2 separate regions of the Pan troglodytes genome follow, and region 1 is linked to region 2. Evidence: chromatin contacts called from public HiChIP or PLAC-seq data. All regions are on one chromosome and are shown on one strand. Each heading gives the region's core, a stretch centred on a gene start, on an enhancer-like site or on the middle of the called end of the contact. The rest is flanking DNA. Distances are from core to core; before and after follow the strand shown.

Evidence for each region. HiChIP or PLAC-seq counts read pairs in DNA pulled down with a chosen protein or histone mark.
Region 1: a contact with region 2 is called in an H3K4me3 HiChIP or PLAC-seq map of stem cell-derived excitatory neurons, with 9 times the contacts expected there. The contact joins the promoter of WWOX here to the promoter of VAT1L in region 2. A contact is called at or near these places in 1 of 7 Hi-C or Micro-C datasets (stem cell-derived neural progenitor cells) and 1 of 1 datasets of contacts at active chromatin or transcription factors (stem cell-derived excitatory neurons).

What each region holds. Positions count from the first base shown.
Region 1 is chr18:76,235,591-76,242,775 of NHGRI_mPanTro3-v2.0_pri, reverse strand. It overlaps WWOX (WW domain containing oxidoreductase), which reads right to left and starts at 2,038. Exons shown (of 10, transcript XM_009431284.4): 1 at 1,283-2,038. The coding sequence starts at 1,389.
Region 2 is chr18:75,928,132-75,934,688 of NHGRI_mPanTro3-v2.0_pri, reverse strand. VAT1L (vesicle amine transport 1 like) reads right to left here and starts at 2,829. Exons shown (of 9, transcript XM_001139539.8): 1 at 2,477-2,829. The coding sequence starts at 2,709.

The sequences.
Region 1 (7,185 bases), core at 789-3,288, 310 kb before region 2:
GAGAATGGCGTGAACCCGGGAGGCGGAGGTTGCAGTGAGCCGAGATCGCGCCGCTGCACTCCAGCCTGGGCGACAGAGCAAGACTCCGTCTCAAAAGAAAAAAAGAAAAAGAAAAACCCTCTGGAAGTGGGGCCCAGAAAAAGGCTCTTACAAAAAAAGTTTCCCAGATGCTGAAAATCAGATTTACATCCATGTTTCTCAAAACCAGGTGATATTCCACCTCACCTGGAAAGCTTAAAAAAAGAGACTCCCCAAGTTGAGAGTCGGCTGCAGTAGGTTCTCTATGGAGACCCAAAACGTGTATTTAGGACATTTCCTAGGTGATTCTAAGGTGCCGATATAAGACGCACTGTCGTATCTTAAGAGCAATCAGGAAAGACAGTTAAGGAACAGAGAGTACCTATTAGACACGGTGCTATGTGCTTTACGCACAGTGCCTGAACTGACCCTCATATCAACCCATTTTACAGGTGAGAAAACTAAGATTAAACGTTATTTCAATGGCCCAAGGTCACACAGTTAAAGATGAAGCCTCTGCTGGGGTTTCCAAAACTTTCCCAGGAAATGATAGTGAAGCTATCTAGGACTGCTGCTAAAAAATACTCCTGGCTAGGCGCAGTGGCTCACGCCTGTAATCTCAATTCTGGAGGCTGAGGCAGGTGGCCTGCTTGAGCCCAGTAGTTCGAGACCAGCCTGGGCAACATGGTGCGACCCTAGTCTCTACAAATACTTAAAAAATTAGTCGGGCATAGTAGTGCACGCCTGTAGTCCCAGCCACTCAGGAGGCTGAGATGAGAGGATTGCCTGAACCCAGTAGGTAGAGGCTGCAGTGGGCTATGATGGCACCCCTGCACTCCAGCCTGGATGACTGAGCAATACCGGTCTGGACAAAACAAAACAAAACGAAACGAAACTAAACTCCTATCCCTGCAACCCAGAGCCTGCAGGAGGGAGCTGAGCATGTGTGCTTTTTAAAACATCTTTATTTTTTGGCGGGGATGAGGCCGCTTTGCCCTCGCCGCGCCGCGCCGCGCAGTGCTGCATCCTGAACAGCAGAGGGCGCGCCGGGAAGCCGCCAGGTGACCCCCGCTGGACCCAGGGCCCACCAAGGGGGCCGGCCCCTACTGGGAACCCTGGACTCTTTTCCCTGAAGCTCCTTAACAGTTACTTTCACTTTGCACCGCACTCGCGGCGCCGGAGTGCGCGCCCTCCCCGCGCAGGTGGCGTCCGTGGGCAGTGTAGGGTCCCAGGTGCGTCCGCGGCCCCACTGCGGCCCCCTTACTTGGCGTAGTAAACCCAGCCGTCCTTGGTGGTTCTCTCCTCCCAGCCCGGAGGCAGCTCGTCCTCACTGTCCGTGTCGTCCAGGCCCGCGTAGCGCAGCGCTGCCATGGCTGACTGTGGAGGCACCTGGCCCCCCGATCGCCCGCTGCCGGGTCCACTCGCCCAGGAACTCACTCCCGCTCCAAACGAGACCCGCGCGCGTCGGGGCCCGACCGCTCACGCCTGCGCACTGCGCCCTCCAGGGGCCGCTCCGCCGACCACGAAGCTGAAATCCAGTCTCCGCAATATCGCGACTGCCGGCGTCAAAGGGGCAGGGCCTGGAGAGGAAGGCGGTGATAGTGCCTAAGAGATCGCGCTGCCGCCGGGCTAGACAGCAAAGCCGGAGAGCGCTCCGAGGCGCTAGAGATAGAGCGGAGACTTGTCAGCCTCCCCGCCGCAGGGAAGGGGCGTGCGCATCCAGTTTCGGGCCAGGACTCCGCCCGTTGCTGGGCGACCCGTAATCACTTCCGCGTTGTTCTGGCCAATCCTGCAGGAGCACGGCAATTGGATATGGGAAATGTAGTCCAGGCGGCGCCTGACCGAAAAGCGGCGCCCGACTGAAAAGCGGCGCCCATGCTGTTGTCCTGGGCTTCTGTCTCTCCTTGCCTTGGGGTCTCGTGAAAGTCCGTGATCACAAACCTTCCAGGGCTTGCCAGCATTCGTGCTGATTCACAACCTTTGTTTTGTATATGAACACAATGTTAAAATATAACCTGGAGAACTTAAAACTGCTGATTCCTGATTTCCTGGTTTTAGAGAACTTTCTTCCAGCCAAAACACAGTGCTGTTGATAACAGAGACTGATGTTTACGGAGCACTTAATGTGGGGTCCAGGCCAGTAATGCATAGACATCTCATGTAGCTGACACCTTTGTGTAGTGGGCACAACTCAGACAGGGTAGCTAGGCCGGGCTCAGTGGCTCATGCCTGTAATCCAAACACATTAGGAGGCTGAGGCAAGAGGATCACTTGAGGCCAGGAGTTTGAGAACAGCCTGGGCAACATCGCAAGACCCCTGTCTCTACCAAAAATAATTATTTTTTTAGTTTGCCGGGCGTGGTAGTGCACATCGGTAGTCCCAGCTACTCATTGAGGCTGAAGGGGGAGCATCACTTGAGCCCAAGAAGTCGAGGCTGCAGTGAGCTATGATCGGGCCACTGCACTCCAGCAGGGCGACAGAGAGAGCTGCTGTCTTTAAAAAACTGCCTCACCTTTAGAGAATTTCCTTTAGTAAGTCTGGAATGGGTCCAGAATCTGGAAAGAAAGGGAGGGAGGGAGGGAGGGAGGGAGGAAGGAAGGAAAGAAGGAAGGAAGGAAGGAAGGAAGGAAGGAAGGAAGGAAGGAAGGAAGGAAGGAAGGAAGGAAGGAAAGGAAAGGAAAGGAAAATAAAAGAAGGGATAGCTAACTACCTGAGGAGGCACAGGAAGAGAGGAGAGCCGGGGGATTCCTGGCAGTTGAGATCGCATCACTCCACTACAGTTATTGACTCATTTGTGTAGTCCCGACTAAACTGACAAAGCACACCCGGGACTTCTTTCTATTGCCAGCACTTGGTAAATGCTTCAACCTACAAATTTATTAAATGAACAAATGAATGAATGGTGTGATTCCTTAGGTTTGGTTCTCTGTGAATCAATCTAATTAAAAACAAAATCCTGTATTTACAAGGTACACTCAAGTCCTCTTGGACCACCAAAAGATATCCTATAAATGTTCTGTATCCAAAACCTCAAACATATCTTCAGCTTGTGCTTAAGGAGTTTTCCAGAACATTCCCTGTTTGGCACTTGCTTCCCAGCCCCATGTTATAGGGAAATCTACTGACCGTGATTTCTCAGGCCTAGGTCCCAGAGAATGCAAGCCTCCATCAGAATAATTACATATATTTGATTCTTCTGAGAGAGCAAAAAAATAAAATTGAAAATAAGGAATTTTAAAAGTATATATTTTAATGGGCAGTGTATGGGAGGGGCAGCTGCTATTTGTCTTCATGTTCTGAAATGGATGATTGCTTAGGATTCCTGCTCTACGTACTCTTTAGCGGAGACACCTGCCTTTCTATATTTGACCAACCAAAAACAAGCTTAACAAAGCACTGTTTTGTTTCAACAGCCCTGCTGACTCATATTAAACCTATCATAAGATTTTTTTTCCAAATCCACCTGTGTTTAAATCTGCTATCATTGGATTGGGCGTAGTGGCTCACAACTGTAATCCCAGCACTTTGGGAGGCCAAGGCAGGAGAATTGCTTGAGCCCAGGAGTTCAAGACCAGCCTGGGCAATATAGTGAGACACCCCCCCCACCCACCCCCCACCCCATCTCTACAAAAAATTTAAAAGTTAGCCAGTGTGGTGGTGCATGTCTGTAGTCTCAGCTATTCGGGAGGCTGAGGTTGGAGGATTACTCTAGTAATCCTAGAGTAATTACTAGTAATCCTAGTATTTACTCCTAGGCTCTAGCATAGGAGTTCAAGGGTACAGAGAGTCATGATTGTACCACTGCACTCCAGCCTGGGTGACAGCGTAAGATTCTGTCTTAACAACAACAACAAAAAAAGATAAATAAAAATAAATCTGCTACCACTAATCTGTTGCTCCACTGCTCCCCTCAATTTAGCCCCTTTCCCCTCTCACCTAAGCCTACTTATTCCTTTGCTATTTGTAGGAAATTCAGTCATAAGATCCCCTGATTGTGGGGAGAGGAAGGAATGAGGTCCAACTGATTAGCCTCAGTTTCTCCATTCATTATCTTTGACTCTGTTCAGTTTCACAAGGACTGTCTGTAGGTTTATCTTGGTTTCCTCTGGCCAGAGCTTCTGCTGGCATCTGTTACCTGTAACTTGGCATCAGCCCACAGCTAGTGATATACCATGGTGTTCCCCAAACTGTGTAGCGGTCCCCCTGAAAGAAGTTTAAACTTCAGGGTCTATCCTGTGCTGATCCTACCACTTTGGAAATTCCCTCTAAGGCTTCTCCCGCTGCTGACACCAGGGTTTCTCAACCTCGACATTACTGATATTTGGAGCCAGATCATTCTTTGTGGTGGGGCTTCACAGTAGGATGTTTAGCAGCATCTCTGGCCTCTACCCACTAGATGCGAGTAGTAGATGCCCCTCTCCTAGTTGTAACAACCAAAAATGTCTCCAGAAGTTGCCAGTCTTCTCCCAGTGGAGAATCTATACTGACAATAAGTTAGTAAATGAGTCACTTATGAATCACAGGAGTTCTGCTGAGATTCTTTTCAGGCATTGAGGAGCCTGCTCCTGTCAGGAGGTTCACATGGTGGTCCTGGGACGCTGGTGGCTCCAGCACAGGCTCTGATTACTGAGTTCTGTAGCATGGTCTGGATGCCTCTCACCTTGCTAGCCCCTCTGCAGGTCAGAGACATGCTGTGGAAATCTGGCTGGCTGGTCCAGACTGCAGTAATGGTGGGAATGGTTATCATGATCACATTTTCTTCTCCCTTTCTTTTTTTTTTTTTTTTTTTTTTTTTTTTTTTTTTTTTTTTTTTTTTGAGACGGAGTCTCACTCGGTCACCAGGCTGGAGAGCAGTGGCACAATCTTGGCTCACTGCAACCTCCACCTCCCGGGTTCAAGTGATTCTCCTGCCTCAGCCTCCCAAGTAGCTGGGACTATAGGTGAGCGTCACCACACTCAGCTAATTTTTGTATTTTTAGTAGAGACGGGGTTTCCCCATCATCTTGGCCAGGCTGGTCTTGAACTCCTGACCTCGTGATCCACCCGCCTTGGCCTCCCAAAGTGCTGGAATTACAAGCAAGAGCCACCACTCCCGGCCTCTTCTCCCTTTCTTATAACTTATTTGTTGGGCTCTATGAGGTTAAAGAAGTAAGACATGCAAGCGTTGGGAACTTTTTCCTCTTGAGGTTTGTCTCCTCCCTCCCATGGGCTACATTTTCTGCTCTCTCCTTACTGGCTTCCTCTGTTTACTCAGTTTCTGTCCCCCTGAACTTTAGCTTTGACTTTGCTCTGATGAGGATCTATCAGCAGGCAAGCCCTACTTAACTTGGTGAGGGTTAGATTATAATCGGTTTGAGAAGGCTTATGTTTGGGAATGAGCCAATGTTCTCCAAATGTTACCCTAAGAAAGCCTTAAGAATAGTTTGTTTTAAACAACCCCATTAAAAAGTGGGCAAAGGACATGAACAGACACATCTCAAGACATTCATGCAGCCAAGAAACATATGAAAAAAAGCTCAACATAACTGATCATTAGAGATATGCAAACCAAAACCACATTGAGATACCATCTCATGCCAATCAGAAGGGCAATTATTAAAAAGTCAAAAAACAGTGGATGCTGGCAAGGTTGTGGAGAAAAAGACACACTTTTACACCCTTTGTGAGAGTGTAAATTAGTTTAACCATTGTGGAAGACAGTGTGGCAATTCCTCAAAGACCTAGAGGCAGAAATACCATTTGACCCAGCAATTCCATTACTTGGTATATACCCAAAGTAACAGAAATCATTCTATTATAAAGATACATGGACGCATATGTTCATTGCAGCACTATTCACAATAACAAAGACATAGAATAACCCAAATGCCCATCGATGATAGACTGGATAAAGAAAATGTGGTACATATACACCATGGAATACTATGTAGCCATGAAAAGGAACAAGATTATGTCCTTAGCAGGGACACGTATGGAGGTGGAAGCCACTCTCCTCTGCAAACTAACACATGAACAGAAAACCAAACACCACATTGATATGGTTTGGCTGTGTCTCCACTCAAATCTCAACTTGAATTTTATCTCCCAAAATTCCCACATGTTGTGTGAGAGACCCAGCAGGAGGTAACTGAATCATGAGAGCTGGTCTTTCCCATGCTATTCTGGTGAAGTGAGTAAGTCTCATGAGATATGATGGGTTTATCAGGGGTTTCCACTTTTGCTTCGTCCTCATTTTCTCTTGCCACCACCATGGAAGAAGTGCCTTTCACCTTCCGCCATGATTCTGAGGCCTCCTCAGCCATGTGGAGTAAGTCTAATTAAATCTCTTTTTAAATTGTAAGTCCAATTAAACCTCTTTTTCTTCCCAGTCTCGGATATGTCTTTATCAGCAGCATGAAAACAGACTAGACATGTTCTCTATGTGGTAGCTGAATGATGAAAACACACGGACACATGGAGGAGAATAACCTACAGTGGGGCCTGTCAGAGGGAGGCAGGAGGGGAGGAAGAGCATCAGGAAGAATAGCTAATGGGCTCTGGGCTTAATACCTAGGTAATGGGAAGATCTGTGTAGCAAACCACCATGGCACGCATGTACCTGTGTAAAAAACCTGCACATCCTGCACATATACTCCTGAAATTAAAGTAAAAGTTGAGGAAAAAAAAAAAAACAAAAGAATGGTTTGTTTTTGTAAAGACAAATGAATCACATTGATTATTAGCAAGGAGGTTAAAAAAAAAAAACAGCAATGTCTAGTTACACAACTGCACACCAGATGGCCCTATCCACCCACGATTTTAAAGGCTAAAGCCCAGCTCCTAACAAGGGTTTCTACATTTAAACTTTCTTTTCTTTTTGACTGATTACTTCTGCAATAACTGACAATTTACGCACATAAGATTGATCAGATTTTACTGAACACAATTTGGCATTACTCAAAAGAAATGTATGCAGGAGGCGCAAAGTTTTAGTGCAACATTCCTGGAGCCACATTTTATTAGTTTATTATCATTACCCTGAAGATGATCGTTTCCTTCCCCTCCCAACCTCAAATACACAAACACCCCGACAACTCTGCAAACCTGATTTAACTTAAATTGCCATTCCTTGGAAAATTAAGCCTGATGCTTTAGTGCAAAACTCAATGTACCAATGAGATCTGGGA
Region 2 (6,557 bases), core at 1,580-4,079:
TGTAACGTCATTCCAGGTCTAACTAATACTGGTTCAAATGGACTATGCTTTATTCCAAGCAAAAAGCATATCCTATTATGACAAAAAGGTTTCTATTAAAAATAGAGAGCAGATAAAAGGGAGACCATCATCCAGGAAGCCATCGGCTGATTCATAAAAATACAGAATGAGTCATCCTGTATCCCAAGGCTGAAACTTATAATCAATGGTCATGTCTGGCCAGCCAATCCCAGCCCAGAGGAGAAAGAGCTGCCCAGTGGGCCATTTTTACAAGCCTATTACAATCCTTCCTTGTAAAACCATTAACTCTGCTTCCAGCTTGGTGAAAGGAAAATCAATCTGGGCTGTTTGCAACACTGTATTCCAAATGTACCTGCAGCCTGGTTGGCTTTCTGAACAACTAGGGTGGGGGAAGTGCAGTGATTTCTGTGTGTGTGTGTGTGTGTGTAGCTCCACTGAAGAACAGGCTTTCACATTTGGCTTTGAAAATCAATCTCTTGGCCTTCATCTTGACATTTATTATTTCAAAATGCTTCAGTTCCTATCAGCAATTATGCAGTTAACATAAGACTGGAAAACACAGAACTATGTGTACTGCAGATGATGCTCTTTCCTTTAAAAAGTAGTTTTATCATTTTCACTCTCTGAATATGTACTCTAGAATCCTAGAATCCCATCCTCAATTTGGATGAAGGGTCATAAATTACATACGCATACATATGCAACTGTATATATAATTGTATATATGTATATGCACATATATGCATAGGTGTGTGTATACAGGTAATTTTTTTTTGATGAAGTGGTTAAGGAAGGAGAGTTCTAAATGCATGGTTTTAATTGTACTAAGCAAAAGCTCTTCCACCAGCAAGTAAAGAAAAATAATGACCCAATAATCCTCCTCCGAGCTCTTTCCTCAATCCATTCATTCAGCGATAACTTATTTAGGATGTGCAGTGTGCCAAACAGTGTGGGGTGGGGGAGTGGGCTGGTATTTGGGGATTTAGCTGCGAAAGGGCAGATATAAGCTCTCCTTCTGGGATCAAACAACTTTGTTCAATAAGAGTTCATTGTATAGGATCCCCCGGTTTGCAAAAGCCTCTTCCCTTACCCTGAATTCCCCACAGAGACCCACGAGTCGTGTTCAGAGTCAAACCTGACCAGCTGCATATATGAGCAGCAAGGCAGGGATCAGCGGCTGCTTCTCCCACTAGCTGCTTTCTAATCTGGCTGATGAAACCTGCGTCTGTTCTCAAGGTGGTGAACGGGAGGGGACTCTCGTTTGCATTTCTCGTGCCTCTAGAGAGGTCCAGATATTGGGTTTCTGATCTAACCTAGGAGCTCGTGAGCTGGCTGCTGCTTTGGAGAGCAGTATGTACTGGGGGGCTCTAGAAAACAGATGGGAAGGAATAGGCTCGTCTCACCGTGATTAATAGCAAGTTCCCCTTACAAGTTTAACATGCAAACCTAGTGTTGGGTCCAGTCCGCCTCTGCTGGGTAAGCTCTTCCCAGAACTTCAGGGAAATTACAGTGCCCGCACACAGAGAGGCTTAAACTCTCCCCGGGAATTTCAGCTGAGCGTGAGGGCCTGGAGAAGTTCCCCCAGGGGGAATGGGGAATAGAGGGCAGCTTAGAGAGCTGAGCTTCTTCTGAGATGGGAGCAGGAATTCCGGGGAGACTGATCAGGGTTTTTTCCCCTCTCGGAGAAACAGAGGATGGAGAGGGATATGGAGGGGGTTGCGCTGCAGCCCTGGTCTCCACCCTCACCAAGCTTGGGTGCAAGGTAGCGACCCTCTTCCTTCCTAATTCCTTTCCCCGTCAGGCTACGGGGAAGAAAGTGTGCAGGAGGCGGAATCCAGCCCTGCACCCTGTCCCAGGCCCTTCAGGACAACAACATAGAGGTGAAAAAAGATCATGTATGAAATTCTCGGCCAAGCCACTTAGTGGCAGCTGACTGATCTTGGGCAAATCACTCATTCTCTCTGAGCGGCGGCTTTCTTACCTGTAAACGGATCATGATGGCACCTGACTCATTAGGTCCCAGGAAGTATTAAATAAGATCGCATGTGTAAAACTACCAACGGCGGCTGGCACACAGTGGGCTTGCGGTTCTTAATACATATATTTTTAATTCTGTTAAGCATCAACCCCCCCTGTGCGAAAGCTGAGTTGTCCTCTCAGACGGAGAACTCCCGTAGCGCAATCTTTCAGACCTGGGGTGCCTGGGCGCCAGCATTCTCCCCGCGCCCAGGAGCTCACATTCTCCTCCCGTCACCCCTAGATCTGGCTTGGGGAGGCCGCCCCTCTGCATCCTCCCCAGCTTTGGCCCGGGGAGGCTCTGAGACCCGGGCGAGGGCGTGGAGGGGGTGCGCGCGGCGGTTCTACCCGGGCAGCATCCCAGCCGCAGCTTTCCCACCCCCTCCCCAGCGCCCAGCGCGCAAAAAGAGAGAAAGCGAGAAAGGCGCGGATACTGGACCAGGCTTTGACGCGGATCTTGAGCTCGCCGTCCTGAGGCTCGGGCATGGCCTTCCTGGAGAGCCGCAGCTTGTTGAGCCCCCCGAAGCCGGCCAGCACCACCGCGCGCATCTCCTGGGCGTCCCCGAGGCGGTGCGAGCCGTCGCCGCCGCCGCCCTCCGCCGGCTCCTTGCCTGCCTCCTTCTCGATCATTTGCTCCGTCTCCTCCGCCTTCTCCACGCCTTCCTTGGCCATGGCGCTCGAGGGCGCGGGGCGCACGGGCTGCGGTGGCTGCGGCGCTGGAGGACTGGGGCTCCTCTCCCGCGGGTTCCTCCTGTTGAATGTGGGATGCTCGGCTGTGCAATGGCTGCAGCCTCTGCTAGCGCCGCCGCGGTCCACAGCCTCCGCCGTAATCCTCACAAGAGCGGTGCCCTAAGCGTTTCACCCCCGCCCCACCCTTCTTTCCTGTCCCAACGAAGCCTCAACTCCAGTTCCTGAAATAGTCCCAAATTAGGGTCGGGATCGCGGCCCTAAACCCAAATTTGCCGAAGATCTGTGACTAAAACGAGCCTAGAGAGACCACCTTGTCATCCCCCTTCCTGTGGGCCCAGTACTTGGTTATATACGGCACAGGCTCGTGTGCCTTGAAATGGACCGAGACTAATGTCTGGGCCTGGAGGATGCCTTCCCGCGACAAGGTTGCCCTCTCTCCCTCCCATCTTCGAGGCTGGGCGGGATAGTCGGGAAATTGGGTCGTTTCTCAAACAGCCAGTTTTGGGTGGAAGGGCAGAGGTTTGGGAAGCAGGGAACTAGAGATCCCGCTCACTGCCCTGAAGAGTCCAGTGCAGGGTCTTTTCACTCCAGACCTGCAGGGTCAGCCGGGATGCTCTTTGCTGGGTATCACCAGGGGCTTCCTTACGACGGCGAATTCTCACCACCCACACCATTTCGGGCTATTAAAGAGGCTTCAGACAAGAATCCTGTACCAGAAAGGATCCTGTTCATGTTCTGATCCCCGGAAGACCAATGTGTACCCGCTCCCCAACATGCATGCACATACACAGAGTAGTAACTGGCGTTTTGTTTTGTTATCAGGCTCTTTGAGGAAAACAGCTCATAGAAAAACTTGGATTTTCTGAAATAAAATAATGGGGAAGGAGGTGGTTTTCCTAGGGGCAGTTTAAGGAAAGAGATGCAGTTGAGGAAGTAGGTCTATATTCTATTATAGTTGCTATTGCCATTGCCAGCCTTGAGATCTTGGGCAACTCATTCAACCTTCCTGAGCCTCAACACACTCATCTATAAATTGGGTACATTGATTTTTTTTTCTGTATTGTGTGAAGTGCTGGGGTGGATATGATTTCAGTGAGACATGGTCCTTATATTGGAAAAGGTCAATTTCAGAGCATGAGGCAGGAAGGACACGGTCAACAAATGTGGTACAATGAATGATATAAGTGCTGCCTCTTTTCTCCCCCCATTCTTCCTGTGCCTCACTGCTTTAAATGCCCTGGTCTTCTATTCCTTAAAAAAAAAAAAAAAAGACGATTGCCATTTTCCCTCCTTCCACAGGGTTCTGCACCTGCTGTCCCCTTGGCTTGGGGTATGTGTTCCATCTCCTTTATCTGGTGTTAACTCCTACTTCGTTCTCACCTCAAGGGTCCATTCCTTTTGGGAGGCACTCCAACGTCCAGATTGGTATCCTCCCTGACTATAGACACTTATGTCCCTTTGTAGCCAACTTTTATATGTTTACCTAATAATATCTGTTTCCTTTATCCAACTGTGAACTTCATGTGAGCAAGAGCTATTTCTACTTTTATCCAGCGTGGTTTTCCCAGGGCTTAATACATGATTGGTACATAGTAGAATATGCACAGAGGCAGCCTGTTGAAAAACTGGTCCAGAGAGTTGGAGAAGTTCTCATGGAGGAGGGAACATTTGGGCTAGACCTTGAAGGATAAGGCAGGTTCTTCTGGCAGAAAAGGTCACAAGCTCATTCAAATACACAGAAAGGTAACAGGTAAAAGGGCTTTTGAGATTCTGGTTTGTTCTATGTAGGCAGAACATTGGCTGTATTTAGCAATCATTGGAGATGAGGCTGAAGGGTTGATTGGGACCAGCTTTTGAAAGTTCTCACATACCAGGTTATAAAATTTAAGACATAATCACAGAGGCAATTGGTGCCATAAAGGCTTAGAAAACAAAAACATGGGAAGAGCATTACCAGAACTGCATTTTAGGATAATAACTTTGACAGTAAGTGGGTGATGGATTAGATGATAGAGTTACTGGAAGCATCGAGATCAGTTAGAGACTAAGTGCAGGCAAAAAAAAAAAAAAAAAAAAAAAAAAAAAAAAAAAAAATCCCCAAAAAGAAACAAAACAAATGAGAATGGTCCCAACTGAGGCAATGGCTGTGGGATGGAAGGAAGAGGGCTAAAAGAAGCCTGAATAGGGCTTGGTTAGTGAATTGAACATTTTATTGTGAATCCAATTGTCCAAATTGTTTGTCTTGTTTACATTGTGAGATACAGTGTTTAGGCTGGATTCTATCCTGAAACAAGAATTTGAACACCCGTCGTTTATTTTGGAAGTAATCCCAGGAAGCTCTGGCTGGGAAGTAGGAAAGTGAGACAGAAAATTGATACTACCCAAAATAAGATGTATTAATAAGCAGATTACCGCAGTGGACAATTAGAGCTCAAACCCGCAGGGGACATTTGAGAGACAGTGTAGAACAAGTCTCAGAGTTGTCTCACCCAAGGAGTGAGGACATAGGTATTTATTCACTAAAGTCTATGCTTGATTGGTCAAGAACTGTTCCTGGAATTGTTAACTCCTTGACATTTCCATCCTGTCCCATGTACTTGGGCTGAGAGAATCCTCAGGCAGAGAAGTGTGGATGCTCTTTGCAGGAAGCTATCATTTTATACATGGAATGATGAATTCCAAGGAGACATAGCTTTGGCACCAATAATATCTGCAATATATGTTATTGTTTTGGAGGTGTCTACTGTTCTAGACACTGTAGGTATATTTCTTAATTTGATTCTGAAAATAATCTCATGAGTAAGAATTCCTATTCCCACTTTATGGAAGAGGAAAATGAAAATGAATCTTAACATGATGAATTATTGTGCTCAAAGGAACATGCTAGTTATAATGAGATAGAAGACCAACTCCAAATCTGTGCTCTTAACATCTCATCATGCATGTTTATATGGACAGGCCAAACCAGTTCTGCCCCTGATTGACAATACTCCATGGCATTTTTTAATGTTCCCTGCTCTTTTTTTTCACCGCCTACTATCTCTGTACCACCAAGGTCCCTTGCCTTGGTTCTGAGTGTTTGTTTTCCTTTGGCATTAGTAAAGTAAAGCTACTTTGTAGTCAGCACACAGCATGTTTAAGAGAAAGTGTTTGTCTTACAGCGTGTTAAAGGGAATATAATTACTCCCTCCAAGGGAATCTTCTGGCTGTTTACAAACCCCAGATTATAATTGGTAGGCAGCTGATTATCACAACAACACAGAGAGAACCCACCACAGTCTGTGCTGCTTGTGGGGGGGTGGGGAGATACCCTCTTCTGAGTCCTATATACCACTATTGTTAAGTATTCCCAACTCTGGTCCTCCCCGGTGGAACGTGGAAAGAGCCACAGTGCATGGCATATCTCCAAATAAACACAATAAATCAATTTTTAATTTGTAAAATTGATTCCTTGGACATTCACTCAGAGCCTCCGTTGTGGAATTTCTTACATTATTTTAGAATAATGTGCATTATGTACATCATTGTACATAATGTCAAACAGTGGCCACTGATGGTAAAACAGAGTATTACAGCTCAGCTCTGTTACCTTGCAAATGGTCTGGGGCAGGGTATGTGCACATGGGGGTGTGTGTGGGGGGGGGGGGATGTAGAAGGCCAGATATAGGAACCCCTAATAGAGGTAAAGTCTTTGAGTAAGAAAATATGGGAAACAATCTTAGTACTGAGAAGTGACAGCATGCTGGCAGCCCTCACAGCCCTCGCTCACTCTCGGGGCCTCCTTGGCCTTGACGCCCACTCTGGCCATGCTTGAGAAGCCCTTCAGCCCG